Linked DNA regions of Mus musculus: region 1 is linked to region 2. The links are chromatin contacts, called in public promoter capture Hi-C maps. All regions are on one chromosome and are shown on one strand. The core of a region is the stretch at or near the end of the contact, and the rest is flanking DNA. Distances in the headings are between cores, read along the strand shown.

Region 1 (6,744 bases), core at 727-3,226, 1.3 Mb before region 2:
ACTACATGTCCTTCATCTGCCTTTTACCTGTCTCTTTAACTGGGCTAAGGGGTGGGAGGGGGGAAGCTAGCAGAGCACAGCTTTTCAGGGACAGCCAGAGCCCGTGCTCTGATGCTAACAGCTCCAGTAACACTAGAAGAACACACCAGTCCACTCATTAATGCTACCAACTGAGGCTCTGGGTGCCCAGCCATTTTCCAGGTCTAGGGAGGAACCAGCCTCAAAAGAACAGGGAGCCAGGTCCTGGGAAGTGAACTCTGCCCAAAACCTTCAGTGAAAACCGATGCCTCAGACCCAGAGTTCAGCAAGGTATCTCTTCCTGCAGGGCTGCCCGCAAGGAAGGCACTCACTCCAGAAGCAGTGTGTTCACAGCCTGGTGGAGGGATCTGGCTGACCTAGGGGCGTCCAAGGTCAATGAGATGGGCCCTGAGAAAATGCAGCAGGTGGGCCGGGGCGTGGCTCCACCCCAAGGCTCCTGGAGTGTCTGACTTCCTCAGCTCAGAGCAGGCAGGCAGCTGGGGTGAGGGGCACACTTGACCAAGGGTGCTAAGAGCTGTTCTGTCCTACTATGTGCGTGGAGGAGGTGGGTAGTGGACAGAAGTTGCCCTTCATTTATGGACTCCATGGGCACTGGGTAAAGTCAGAATTCCTTGGGCAGCCCTGAGGCCCTTCCAATGCTCCCAGACTTGGCTGGTTTATGGTGGGAGGGGGAGAGGGTAGGGGGAGTTTGAAATGGAGGCTATTCCAGTCTCTGCCCAGCCCAGCTCTTAGGTTTCTCCACTGTCTTCTTCCTTCTGAAAGCCTTGTCTGGGGCGGGGGAGGGGGTGGAGGAGTGGGGGAGTAGGTGGCTGGGGAGGGTTGCGGGGGGGGGGGGGGGACGGGACCCTGTCTTTTCAGGTCTTCATCCCAGACCCAGTGAGCAAGTGGGCAGACCCTGGCCACAGTTCTCAAAACAGCTCACTGAACTTGAACTCTTGGACAGCAAGAGTTCTGAGTCCAGGCACAAGGCTGGCAGCCCTGGAGCTGGGAGGCTGACGTCAGGGGTCACCTGCCAGGTGGAGGAGCCGCAAAGCGAGGGATCAAAGGAAGGGTTTTCCTACTCTACCCCTGGGGAAAGGGCAGGTCTGCTCCTGCCAGCTGCACTTGCAGACAGCCTGACAGACCCACTTCACAGAGGGGAATACTGAGAGCGCGGTTAGTTCTCCTGGAGAAGATTTCCCTCGATTTCTCGGTTAGCCTGCCTTCCAGAGAAGGGCCCAAGCCGTTAACAAGCCAGAAACAGACATTTCCTGCGAAGGGGCTCCTCCCAAAGAGCCAGCCAGCTAGCAGGAAACCTGTCTAGAAGCCCCACCCAGACTGAGCCTGGCATTGCACCCTACGGAGAAGAGAAACCAGTCACAGCCTAGGAAGGACCCGGGACGGGTAGGCAGGGTTCGCGTGTCCACCAGAGCAGGGTACTGTCACACTCAGGAGAAAGGCACACGCCCAAGCCCCTAAGGGCAAAGAGGGGCTGGACCTTTTGCTTACTTTGAGAAACAAGCCTGAACATAGATCGGCGAATCTGATCCAGGGAGAGGGATTCGGAAGCCCCCAACCCTCTGGACTCTCCGGGACTCTACTTGGAGCCTTCGCAGCACACAGAGGATCGTGAAAAACCAGAGGGGGACCTCCATAGTCCTCCTGCTCCGGAGACCTTGGGACCCGTTCTCCTACATGGGTTCCCTAGGCAGGAGGAACGTGTGCGTCACAGCGCCCCGGACATCAGCCTCCTTCCTTCCACTAACTGCGCGGTCACTCGGGGGCTGCCCTGAGCCCACCCCCTGCAGCTGCTCGCTCCCTCTGGGATTCCTTGGTCATGAGACCCTGGATAGAGAGTGGGGACCAAGAAGGGCCCGGAACTTCTTACCAGTGAGCCCAGGCGGCAGTGGCAGACGGCGGAGCAGGGCTGAGAGAGGCGCGCATCCAGGGTTATAAGCACAGGGCCTGGGGGGGGCAGGAACCTGGGACACGTGGGGACGGGCGCGAGAAAGGCCCCGCCCTCGGGCCCGGCCCCCGCTCCGAGCCTCTCAGGGCTCGAGGCCACCTGCGGGTGGGCGTGGCCCCGCGCTCTCTCCCGCTGGCCCCTCCCTCTTCCCTTGGCGCCCGCACCACCTCCCGGGGGCGCACGGGCGTGGGCTCTTGCAATTTAGGTCCCCTGATCCTGACCCGCTGGTGGCGCCTGGGAGGGCGGCAGAGGTTGGAACCCGCGTGACTAGCAAGGCTGATCGCAGCTGTCTTGCAAGAACCCTTGAAAGCGCTGCAAGGCGGGAGTGAAGATGCAAATTGCTTAGGTTCAGAGGCTGTGTAGCCCCACTCGATTTAAAGACTGAAGCATCTGCCCCTCAGAGGCTCTTGCTTTCCCTGATGCTAGCCCACAAGCCAGAGCTAAGGGTTCACAAGAAAATGCAAACGAGTTGGCCAAGGATGGCTGGGGATGCCATTTTAACGTCCTGGCCTGGCACCTGCCCAGATCGCCGTGGGCTCCCAGTAAATGGTGAATCAAAGCCTGGCTGTCTGCTGAGCCATCAGAAGATGGGGAAGGTTGAGGTTCACAGAGGTGAAGCTGCTGGCTTGTAAAGTGAACCCGGGGGTTGTGGCCCACATGAGCCAGAAAGCCGTGCCAGAGGCTTCCCAGCCTGGCCTGAGCCCTGCAACACACAGGACAGCCCCTGCCCCAGTGAACCTCAACACCCAGGATTACGGCAAGATCATATCCCCCAGGCAGGCCTAGATTCCAAGCCTCAGACGGCTCCATGCCCATGTTTTACCCAGCTTTCCTTACTACTGCCTTGCCCTGAGACTCTGGGTGCCCTCTGGGGTCCAGCCAAGCCCCTTACTCGGTCTCCTGATTTTTGTTCAAGGTCAGAAACAGCAGCTGTGGGGGCTTCTAGGAGGGAGAAGGTGCCAGACACATTTACAAACTTTAGCTGCAGGATTCTTTTGTGCTCCTGGCCCTGTCCTCCAAGCTAAACGTAGCCCATGCTGGTTAGAAACTCCAGAGAGCCAGGTGGGGACGGACGTCCAGGGGACAGCCTGAGGCATCTCTCTGCTAAGTGACACTAGAACAGCTGACCTTCGGGCGTCACTGGACCAGCTCTGGACCTTCCTCACAGACAGGAGACTAGTGAGGTCAATGAAAAGAACATGCCAGCAACTTTTGAGCCACTTTGAGGCCATTGGTCCCCATTTGCTGACTCGGCTTCTTAGGGCTGGCCCAGAAGCTTTCCATCTTACCTTTATGAAATATATGCACAGAGAGAGGGTGCATCTTTCCCAAGGCCACACAGCATGCCCAGAGCATAGCAGAATTTGGGCCCCGAAGCCCAAAAGCCTCTGCTCTAACTCAGGTTTGAACTGAACTGGTTCAGGCAGGAATCACGAACAGGGGGAACCTTTACCCCCTACTACAGAAATGACTCCAGCCCAGAGGACTGACACATAGGCAGGGGGATAGAGGGGCCAGTACTGCCAGCAGTTGACTTATGAGCCCCCAGAGGTGGAGGTGAAGTGCAGGGGCCCAGCTGACTCCTGGACCAGCTATGTTCTCTGCATTCCTCCACCTTCACGGTGGACACTGAGTCCCACCCATCCTCACTCTGCAAACTACTTCTGGATTGGGTGGAACATGACCCAAGAGGGTTTGCCCCTGGAAATGAGTCACCATGACCTTTGACTTCACCTTTCCCCCTTCCTACGACAAGGTCAGGGCTCCTTAAGAATCTAGGTTAGCGATTTAAAAAAGCAAAACAGAACAACTTTCCTATATATCCCTGGCTAGCCTAGAAGAGCTATGTAGACCAGGCTGGCCTTGAACTCTTGGCTTCTGAGCAGCCTCACCTCCCCCGCACTCTCCACATCTTTGGTTTACTCAGACCACAGGACTTTTCTTGCTCCAATTTCCATTCTCATTTCCCTGCATAACCAGTTTGTCCCCTGGCCCTTCCTCTATAAGGAGGTCAGAAGCTTCCAGAAAGTACAAACCAGAACAGGTCACACACACCCTTCTTAAAGGTCTTGGATGGGCCAGCAAGATGGCTCAACAGGTGAAGGCCCTTGTTACCAAGGCTAAGGACCAACCCATTTCTTTAAGTTGTCCTTTGACACCCACATGGGCACCAGGGACACATGTGAACCCCTAAGGGACAAATAAAAGAAACGGGGAGTTGGTGACTCATCACTGCCCCTACGACTGCTCTAAAGGACTGTGTTAGTGTGGGTCTGTTTCTTGCGCCTGTGTTCTGTCATGTTATTTATCTCTTACCATGCTGCTTCTACGATGTCTTGATTCTAGTAGCTTTACAGTGAGTCTTGAAATTTAGGAAATGACCGTTTGGCTAACTTGTTCATGTCCTTGGCATTTCCATAAAATAACAGAAACAGCCTGTCAGAGTCTGTAAAAAGTCTCCTGGGGCTGGGCTGGGCTGGGCTGGGCTGGGCTGGGCTGGGCTGGGCTGGGCTGGGCTGGGCTGGGGCTCAGTTGGGAGAGAGCTTACCCAGCATGCACAAAGCTCCCTGCTCCATCACTAGCATCATGTGACTAGCTGGGTGGTTCACTCCTGTAATCCCAACACTTGAGAGGTAGAGGCAGGAGCATCAGGTTCAAGGGCATCCTTGGTTACCTTGTGAGTTTGAGGCCAGCTTCCTGTTCCCTACCTGTTGTGCTTTGCATGTGGTCCTGACAACCAAACCCAAGGCTAAACCCCTCTTCCCTGCAAATCTATATAGATAAATCTACATATCATCTTAGGCGAGCAGACAAGACTGCATTTTCCAGTCCATGAATATGATGGGTTTCTATATCTCTTTGTAACTTCTTAATTTTCCTTAACACAAAAAAAGCCTAAAAATATTTTTTAAAATATTAATTGTTACAGTGTAAGCAACAAGAAATGTATGAAATGTGTTGGTTCAGTCTGTGGGAGTTGACATCCTGATGTGGTCTTCCCTATGGGGGAGTTTAGGCCTCTAGTTTAAACTAGAGATGTGTCCAAGAAACAACAATGTATATACTCTTGGCGGATGGGGTTGAAATGGGATCTATTACACAGTTCTGGGCTAACCTAGCACTCTCCACGTAGCCCAGGCTGGACTCGGATTTGCATGGTTCTGTTGCCTTTGCCTCTGAGTGTTGAAGTTACAACCTGCATCACCCAGCTACACTTCATTAATTTATTTGTCCATTCGCCAGTGCTGGGGATTGAACTCACGGCTTCGTGCATCCCGGCCAAGTGCACTACCACCTGAGCTCAGGCCTTGAAGTAGACACTCCTGAGAGTCGGGAAGCTCCCTGTGTTGAACATGGACTTCTGGGCAATGATATTTTAAACATGTGGGCTAAGATGGGTTTGGTGGCATAGGTCTGTGGTCCCCATTTCCTGGGAAACGGAGACCAGATAAAATTGAGTTTGAGCACGGGCAGGGCAACACTGTGAAACCCCGTTTCAAAAGACAAAGAAATGCTGTCTAGGTAGCAAGACCCCAAAGTGAACAAGGTGGGTTTTATAAAATACCTTCAGCTACAGGCCTGAGGATGTAGCTCAGGCACAGTGATCAACTAGCATGCATGGAACCCTGGATTCAGTCCCCAGCACCACACAAGCCACTCATGGTGGCTCATACTTGTAAACTCGGTCCTTGGGAGGTGGGGGTAGGAGGATCAGGAGTTCAAGATCCACCTAAGTTATACAGTGAATTTGGGCCTAGCCTAGGACTTATGAGTAATACACAAAAAAACACACACACACATATACACATACACTCACATGAGTATATGTCTCCGTGAATATATGTACAATATATTGTGGATCCTCCTGCAGAGTCCAGAAGAGAGTGTCACATGTCCTCCTCTATCACTGTGAGTCCTCCTCTCTCACTGGGCATCCTCCACTATCACTAGCTAGTCTCCTCTCTCAGTGGGAGTCCTCCTCTCTCAGTGGGAGGCCTCCTCTCTCAGTGGGAGGCCTCCTCTCTCAGTGGGAGGCCTCCTCTCTCAGTGGGAGTCCTCCTCTCTCAGTGGGAGTCCTCCTCTCTCAGTGGGAGGCCTCCTCTCTCAGTGGGAGGCCTCCTCTATCACTGGGAGTCCTCCTCTCTCAGTGAGAGGCCTCCTCTCTCAGTGGGAGTCCTCCTCTCCCTGTGGGAGTCCTCCTCTCTCAGTGGGAGGCCTCCTCTCTCAGTGGGAGTCCTCCTCTCTCAGTGGGAGGCCTCCTCTATCACTGGGAGTCCTCCTCTCTCAGTGGGAGTCCTCCTCTCCCTGTGGGAGTCCTCCTCTCTCAGTGGGAGGCCTCCTCTCTCAGTGGGAGGCCTCCTCTATTACTGGGAATGCTCTTCTATCATTGGGTGTCCTCCTCACTAGTAGTCCTCCTTTATTACTGGAAGTGCTCCTCTCTCGTTAGACATCTTCCTCTATCACTGGGAGTGCTCCTCTCACATCCCCTAGCTCTCTCTTGGAACTGGGGCTACAGAGAGGGGATTCTCGGCTTGTCATGTGGGTGCTGGCATCCAAACTCTTCTTCAGGACTATGCAATGTAGTAGGTGCAGAGCCATCCATTGCTCCAGTCCCCTGAATGGATGGCATGATCTCTTTCTCTCTCTTTCTCCTTCCTTCTTTCCTTCTTTCTTTCTTTCTTTCTTTCTTTCTTTCTTTCTTTCTTAAGAATTATTTATTTATTTTATATATGTGAGTATCCCACTACAGGTGGTTGTAA
Region 2 (6,491 bases), core at 3,300-5,799:
TAGTCCTAACTGACATCCTTTCTCGCTAAAGAGGGGCTGGTGAGCAAGGTGATTCGTCCTCCCTTGTACTCGTTTTTGCCCTCAGTTTCCTGATACGATTTAATAAAAAGCTGTCAATGAGTAAGTGTGCACTCCAAGTAATTAAAGTAGAAACGATTGTACTTTTCATTAGATATATATATAAAAGTTTAGGTTTGTGATTCTTTTACGGTTTTTTTTTTTTTTTTTTTTTTTTTTGGTTTTTCGAGACAGGATTTCTCTGTGCAGCCTTGGCTGTCCTGGAACTCACTCTGTAGACCAGGCTGGCCTCGAACTCAGAAATCTGCCTGCCTCTGCCTCCCGAGTGCTGGGATTAAAGGTGTGCGCCACCACCGCCCCGCCCAGCTCTTTTACGATTTTTTTATGAGATTACTTTTTAAGATAGATTATAAAATGATTGATCCTTTCTTTATAACTGAAAATTGCAGCCTGCCAGTAAGAGAAACTGACTGAGAAAAATATCCTGCTTGCTTATGCTGCTTACACTTTGTTAATCTCTAATGGTGCTTAGACACAAACGTGTGGATTCTTGGGAATAATTTGTGTTTTACTGTAACCTATAAAACATCTATTCACCTGAGGGTTTTGGGAACGTGGTGCTTTTTTTAAAACAAATACTGTAATCATCCAACTGACAAAAAATAGAATGTGGGCTGGTGAGATGGCTCAGCGGGTAAGGGCACTGACTGCTCTTCCGAAGGTCCTGAGTTCAAATCCCAGCAACCACATGGTGGCTCACAACCACCCATAACGAGATCTGACGCTCTCTTCTGGTGTGTCTGAAGTCAGCTACAGTGAACTTATGTATAGTAATAAATAAATCTTTAAAAAAAAACAAAAAACAAAAAATAGAATGTAACCACATTGTAATTTTTATATTGCTTGTAGGATTTTGCTGGGATGTATAAGCTGTAAGGGGAAAAATAAAGTTGTTGGAGCCTTGCTTCATCCACAAGTGTGTGTGTTTGTGTGTGTGTGTGTGTGTGTGTGTGTATGTGTGTGTGTTTTCCTCCCCTTTTTGCTGGCCCCAGAGAATTAAGTTTTGCTCCGTCAGAGTTCTGGGTTTGGAGCCTGGGCGAGCACTGTAAGTGCCTCTCCTACAGAAGTGTATTCTCAAAACATCCTAAAGGGAGCTGGGTGCCAAGCTTATGCTCTAGAAAGATGAGGATGTGCTGGGCTTGCTGGGCCAGGCTTTAATCCCAGCATGTGGGGCCTGAGCAACTGGGTCTCTGTGAGTGCAAGGTGAGCCAGGGCTACATGGTGTGATCAGCTCAATAAACAAACAAACGAACAAACAAACAAATATGACAACCTAAAAGATCCCTTTTGGAAAATAAAGAAAAGATGTTTAAGCTGAATTTTAGAGAACTCCAGTGCTGGTAATTGAGCATGTAGCAACTGTGACTCTACCCAGGTCTGAATAGACACCGAGACTGAAATTGTTCACTTTCTGACTTGGGTCCCCTTTCCAAGTGCAGCAAAGGTCCCTGGCCTCCACACATGCACGCCACCAAGTGCTCGTGAGGCTTCCCGCCTTGCCAGCTTCTTCTCACACTCGAGGCCCGTGCACCCAAAGCACAAGAAGCCCTGCAGCACAAGGCGACACTGTAAATCAGTGAAGTGCCTGCGATCCCAGCACATAGCCGCTGTGTGGGAAGCTAGATCCAGGCCACCCTGAGCGCTACCCTGAGGAAAGCCCTGCCTGTCTCACAAAACTGAAAAAAAGAAAAAAAAAAAAAAAGAAAAAAGAAAACAGCAACAAACCCATCGTAGCAGAACTTTCTGACCAGCAGGAGCAGAGGCTGTTTACCAGTGCTTCAACAGCAGCCTTCAGCAACACACACTGATAGGTCTGAGATGAGGGCAACAAAACTGTTACCTAGTTTCAAAGCCCTAGACTGAAAACATAGCTGACAGATAGCACTCCACTGCCTGGTGCACTGCAGAGCATCATCTGTCACTGCATGGGACAGAGAAGACCGGGCTTCTGGCCTTTGCCTCCGGTGAGGCTGAGCAACCCTTACCCCTAGATGACTGCTCTCTAGCTGCATGTGGCTGTCCTTGCTGAGGCTGCCCCGGCCATCTCTCCAGGGTCCTGACATCCCTCAAACCCCACGGATGCCGTGACACTGGAAGACAGCGAGTGCTGCTCTCAGCAGGTTCTTGTGGGACTCTGAGGTACCAGCCTCCAATTGGTGCTAATGAAAGTGCTGTCTGAGGCTGTAGACAGGGCAACAGAAACTACTGGGCATGATGCCTGCCCCACAGACCTTGGCTGTCATGAGGAGTCCCCATGGCAAATTCTGCAGTCTGGAAGCCAGACCCTGCTGGGGATTCAGGGACCAAACTTACACCCAGACCAAAGGGGTCAGTGGAGGGTTCTAGAGGAGTAAGAGAACATGGGTAAGTGTCCCTAGAGCAGGAACAGTGGTGAGAGAGATCCAGGCAGGAAGCAGAGGGCGTGTTTCCTGGCAGGAGACAGAGGTGCCATCCAGAGAATGTTAGCCCTGGAGGAGAGAAGGAACAAGAAAGGAGTGTCAGGGAGGACCAGGCCATACAAGGACTTCCACTTAAAATCAGTGGTACACTCTCCAGAGTAAGCAAATACTTAGTGAGACACCGCACAGGCAGCAATCTATTCGTCACTTCACCCAGAGACAAGTGTAGATCCCACTGGAGACTTGGAAGGGACAGCAAAAGCAGTCTGAGTTGGGAGTGTGGCCCAGCCACAGGGAAAGCCAAAGTACTGTCAGGAGGTCACTGGGAATGGGGTGACACTTGCTGGGACCTGAATGGGTCTAAGAGGGATCTAGAACATGTCACACCTGGGGGTGGGGTCAATTTGTGCCAGGAGGTCAATACAAGAACACAGAAGCCAACACGGGTGTCTAGCAGTAAAGCACCTAGAGCCAGAAAGGTGCAGACGCTGTCCAGGCCACCTCTGCACTGTCTCCTCAGCCGGGATCCAGACACCTGGCTGAAACTGAGCCACTACTTGTTCATGGTTAAAGAGCCAGAACTGAGGCTGCAGGCTCGCCTGCTCCTCCAGGATCCCACTTCCGGAAGTGTACCTCAGGCAACATCGTCCATGTGGGTACCTTCTCCTCTGGACTACCATGGGGCTGTCCTAACAATGCTCAACCCTCAGCTTCTATTCCTGATGTCTGTCTCCTCTCAGACTGCAGTGCTGAGGAGGCCAAGGACACATTTCCCAACATAAGTCCCAGTCCAAGGCCAACCATAAAGACAGGGCAGGTGAAAGAGCCCAGGGATGGCAAAGAGGTTAGTATATGTATCCCACCTAGGTTCCTCTGCGGTCCCCCCACAAAACCTGCAATCATTTTTGCTTCCTCCCTTGAAGCTCCTTCAAGCAGCAAGTCAAAAACCCAGCCACCTGCCCGGATTCCTGATTCACAGGGCAATCCCAGAAGCCCCCACTCTCTACAAAGGCCACTGAAGTGTAACGAAACTGCTCTGTAGCAGGTGTCCTCAGCAGACGAAAACCACTGGGGAGGTGGTGGGTCACAAACGTCTCTTGGTCTCCTGCCTTGTCCTCTACAGACCCTGGGAGACAAGAAGGTCCAGAGTCAACACCCAAAACCCAAACAAGCTATGGAACTGGGAAAGCAGGGAGTCAAGCCACCCCAGTATCTCCTCACAACACTAGCCTCCAGTCCCTGCTTCCCCTGGACTGCCACAGGGGAACCTAACCTTCACCAACTGTGTGGCCAGGTCACTTCCACTGTCCCAAGCCTCGGAACATACTCTTATCCTCCTTATCCTCCGTCCCCAGCACAAGAAGCAGACCTCCTGCCCTTCCTCCTGCGCTGTCTGCTAGTCTGTGTGCTCCAGAGAGCAGAACAGTCAGCAGGGGTTGAAGGTTTTGCTGCCACCTTTCCAAGGCAGAAGGTCTTTGAAACTTTCAGGTCCTCCATTCTTTCCTTCTCAATTTAGCTTCCAATTTCATTGTCCCCTGGCTTCCCAAGCTGTGTTCCTTCAGCCTGGACGCGTCATTGCTGACCTCCAGCTCTTCCAACCTCACCTCCCTAGATCTGTCACTCCTGCCCAATGCATACATGCGACGGGCTAAACCAATAGGAGAATCGGTCTTTTCCAGCCTGAGATTCCAAAGACCAGGGAATAGTCCCGCAGATCAGAAAGAGGGAGGGGTTCAAGGAAAGAGTTCGGCACCAAGTACTAGGGGAGCCCGGGTGGAACCTCTGGGAAGGTGCACGTGCGCGGAGGGGCGTGGATCTGCAGGGACCGCGGCGGAAACTCGGGTGAGAGGTGCGAGCGGAGGTCGGGCCCGCGTCATTGGATTCAGGGAGGTGACAGCGCGTCCCTTTCCATACTCGACCCACTCACCAAGGCCCGCTGTTCTCGGCCGCCACGCAGGCAGCCCTAGTCCTGGGTCTGGCTACCCACAGCCAGTCGCGCCGTGGGTCTTTGGCTCCTTGTTTTGTTTGTACCGCTTCTTAGGTCTCCGCCCCGGAAGTGATGTCACCGAGCGCAAATGCTTGGGGATCCTAGGCTGTCGCCCAGTCTTTAAAGGGCACACAGAGCTTCGCACTGCTTCTGACAGTTCTCTTGAGCTAAGCTGCATCTGGGCGGAAGTAGCCCATCTAGGGCTCGGCCTCTTTAAAGGAACAGACTTCTGCAACCTTGGGAATACGTTTGGGGTCGCGGGTTATTGGACAGAGCAGCGCTATTGTTTGCTGAAGCAGGTCAGTTCCTGGTTGCCGTGCGGGGTTTCATCTAGATCGTGTGTTGAAGTTAGCTAAGGTTTGCGAGTGCTGTAGCTCTTTGATCCATGTGCTCCTGTTTGTATGTGATGTGTAGCTTCTCTGAAAGAAGGATCTATCCCCTGAGAAAAACTTGCACACGCGGTCTTGGCAGCTCTACACTCAGTCACAGAACCAGTTAGACTAGTTCTCTCTGCACCCACGTCCACTCTCCCAAGGTAGTCCTGGCCAAGAAGATGCAGACTGCGCTAACGGAGAATTGCCTGCAGAGCTAGCGCCAATAGTCTCTGTGGGTCCTTCTGGGTTCTGTCGGTTCCCGGGCTGCACGGCAATTGGATTCATGTACTAATGTGGGACAACTTCCAAGATAACTTAGGTTAAAATAATAATAATAATAATAATAATAATAATAATATTTTTTAAGTTAATGGGACAGAAAGAATAGCCTTCAGTCCTACTGAAGCCTGCTATGGTCAGATGTGCAAAACCCATGTTCTACCAGGCATATCACAGACATGCCACATGACCTGCAGGAAAAATGGGGCTGAAAGAGGCTGAAAGAGAGGGTGAACGAAAGAGAACAGGGCTGTCCCGCGTAGGTGGACTCCAAGGCTTACAGTCCTCCATAGACCTGGAGTATCATCTATGAACAAATGTGACCACAATGGTAGACACCAGGTGGCCCCGCTGGTGGGTTCACCGTTTTATACACACCAGTTCTGTTTACCAATGGGTGAGGCACAGAGTTTGGAAAAGGATTCCCACAGATGTTCACTCCCCTCCCACCCGCAGGAGGGTTTGAAGACACCAGGTCTCTCCCTCTGCTTCCTGGGAGCCTTAGCACTAATTTTTGGATCTCCTGTGTAGTCGACCTAGTAGGGAGCTCAGGGTCTCACAGCCAACAGGACACTGTTTCCACCCTATGTTTCTGTGAGAGCAACAGACAACCTGGCAGTCAGTTCCTGTGCTGAAAACTTTTTTTTTTAAGATTTATTTATTATTATATCTAAGTACACTGTAGCTGTCTTCAGAAGAAGGCATCAGATTGCATTACAGATGGTTGTGAGCCACCATATGGTTGCTGGGATTTGAATTCACGACCTTTGGAAGAGCAGTCAGTGCTCTTAACCGCTGAGCCATCTCTCCAGCCCTGAAAACTTTTTTTTTTAAGATTTATTTTATTTATTTTATGTAGCTGTACAGATGGTTGTGAATCTTCTTGTGGTTGTTGGAATTGAATTTAGGACCTCTGCTCGCTCCAGCCCAAAGATTTATTTATTATTATAAAAAGTACACTGTAGCTGTCTTCAGATGCATCAGAAGGGGGCATCAGATCTCATTATGGGTGGTTGAGCCACCATGTGGTTGCTGGGATTTGAACTCAGGACCTTCGAAAGAGCAGCCAGTGCTCTTACCCGCTGAGCCATTTCACCAGCCCGTGTTGAAAACTTTTGTATAGTACAAGGAACCAGACTGGGTGAAGTTAGAGGGGGAATTCTCCAAGATTGTGACAGAGAAGTGTGTAGCATGCCTGCCCAGCCTCCCTTCAGGTCCTAAGGGGTTAGCAAAGAGCACACTGTTAGAGCAGGGCCGGCTCTCTTGGACCTGCTGTACTCATTCTACAGATGGATAAACTAAGTCAAGACAACCCATGTTCCATAGCTAGTGCAATATTGGAGCTGGGACCATTACATCTAAGGCCAAACTTCA

The links. Promoter capture Hi-C pulls out the DNA fragments that hold promoters and counts their contacts.
Region 1: a contact with region 2 is called in a promoter capture Hi-C map of liver, with 2.0 times the contacts expected there. The contact joins the promoter of Ass1 here to the promoter of Kyat1 in region 2. A contact is called at or near these places in 2 of 39 promoter capture datasets (liver and pre-B cells).

What each region holds. Positions count from the first base shown.
Region 1 is chr2:31,465,502-31,472,245 of GRCm38.p6, reverse strand. Ass1 (argininosuccinate synthetase 1) reads right to left here and starts at 1,976. Exons shown (of 16, transcript NM_007494.3): 1 at 1,907-1,976.
Region 2 is chr2:30,203,905-30,210,395 of GRCm38.p6, reverse strand. It overlaps Kyat1 (kynurenine aminotransferase 1), which reads left to right and starts at 4,549. Exons shown (of 13, transcript NM_001356474.1): 1 at 4,549-4,763. Gm31201 (a long non-coding RNA gene) reads right to left here and starts at 4,547. Exons shown (of 2, transcript XR_374214.4): 1 at 4,405-4,547; 2 at 889-2,546.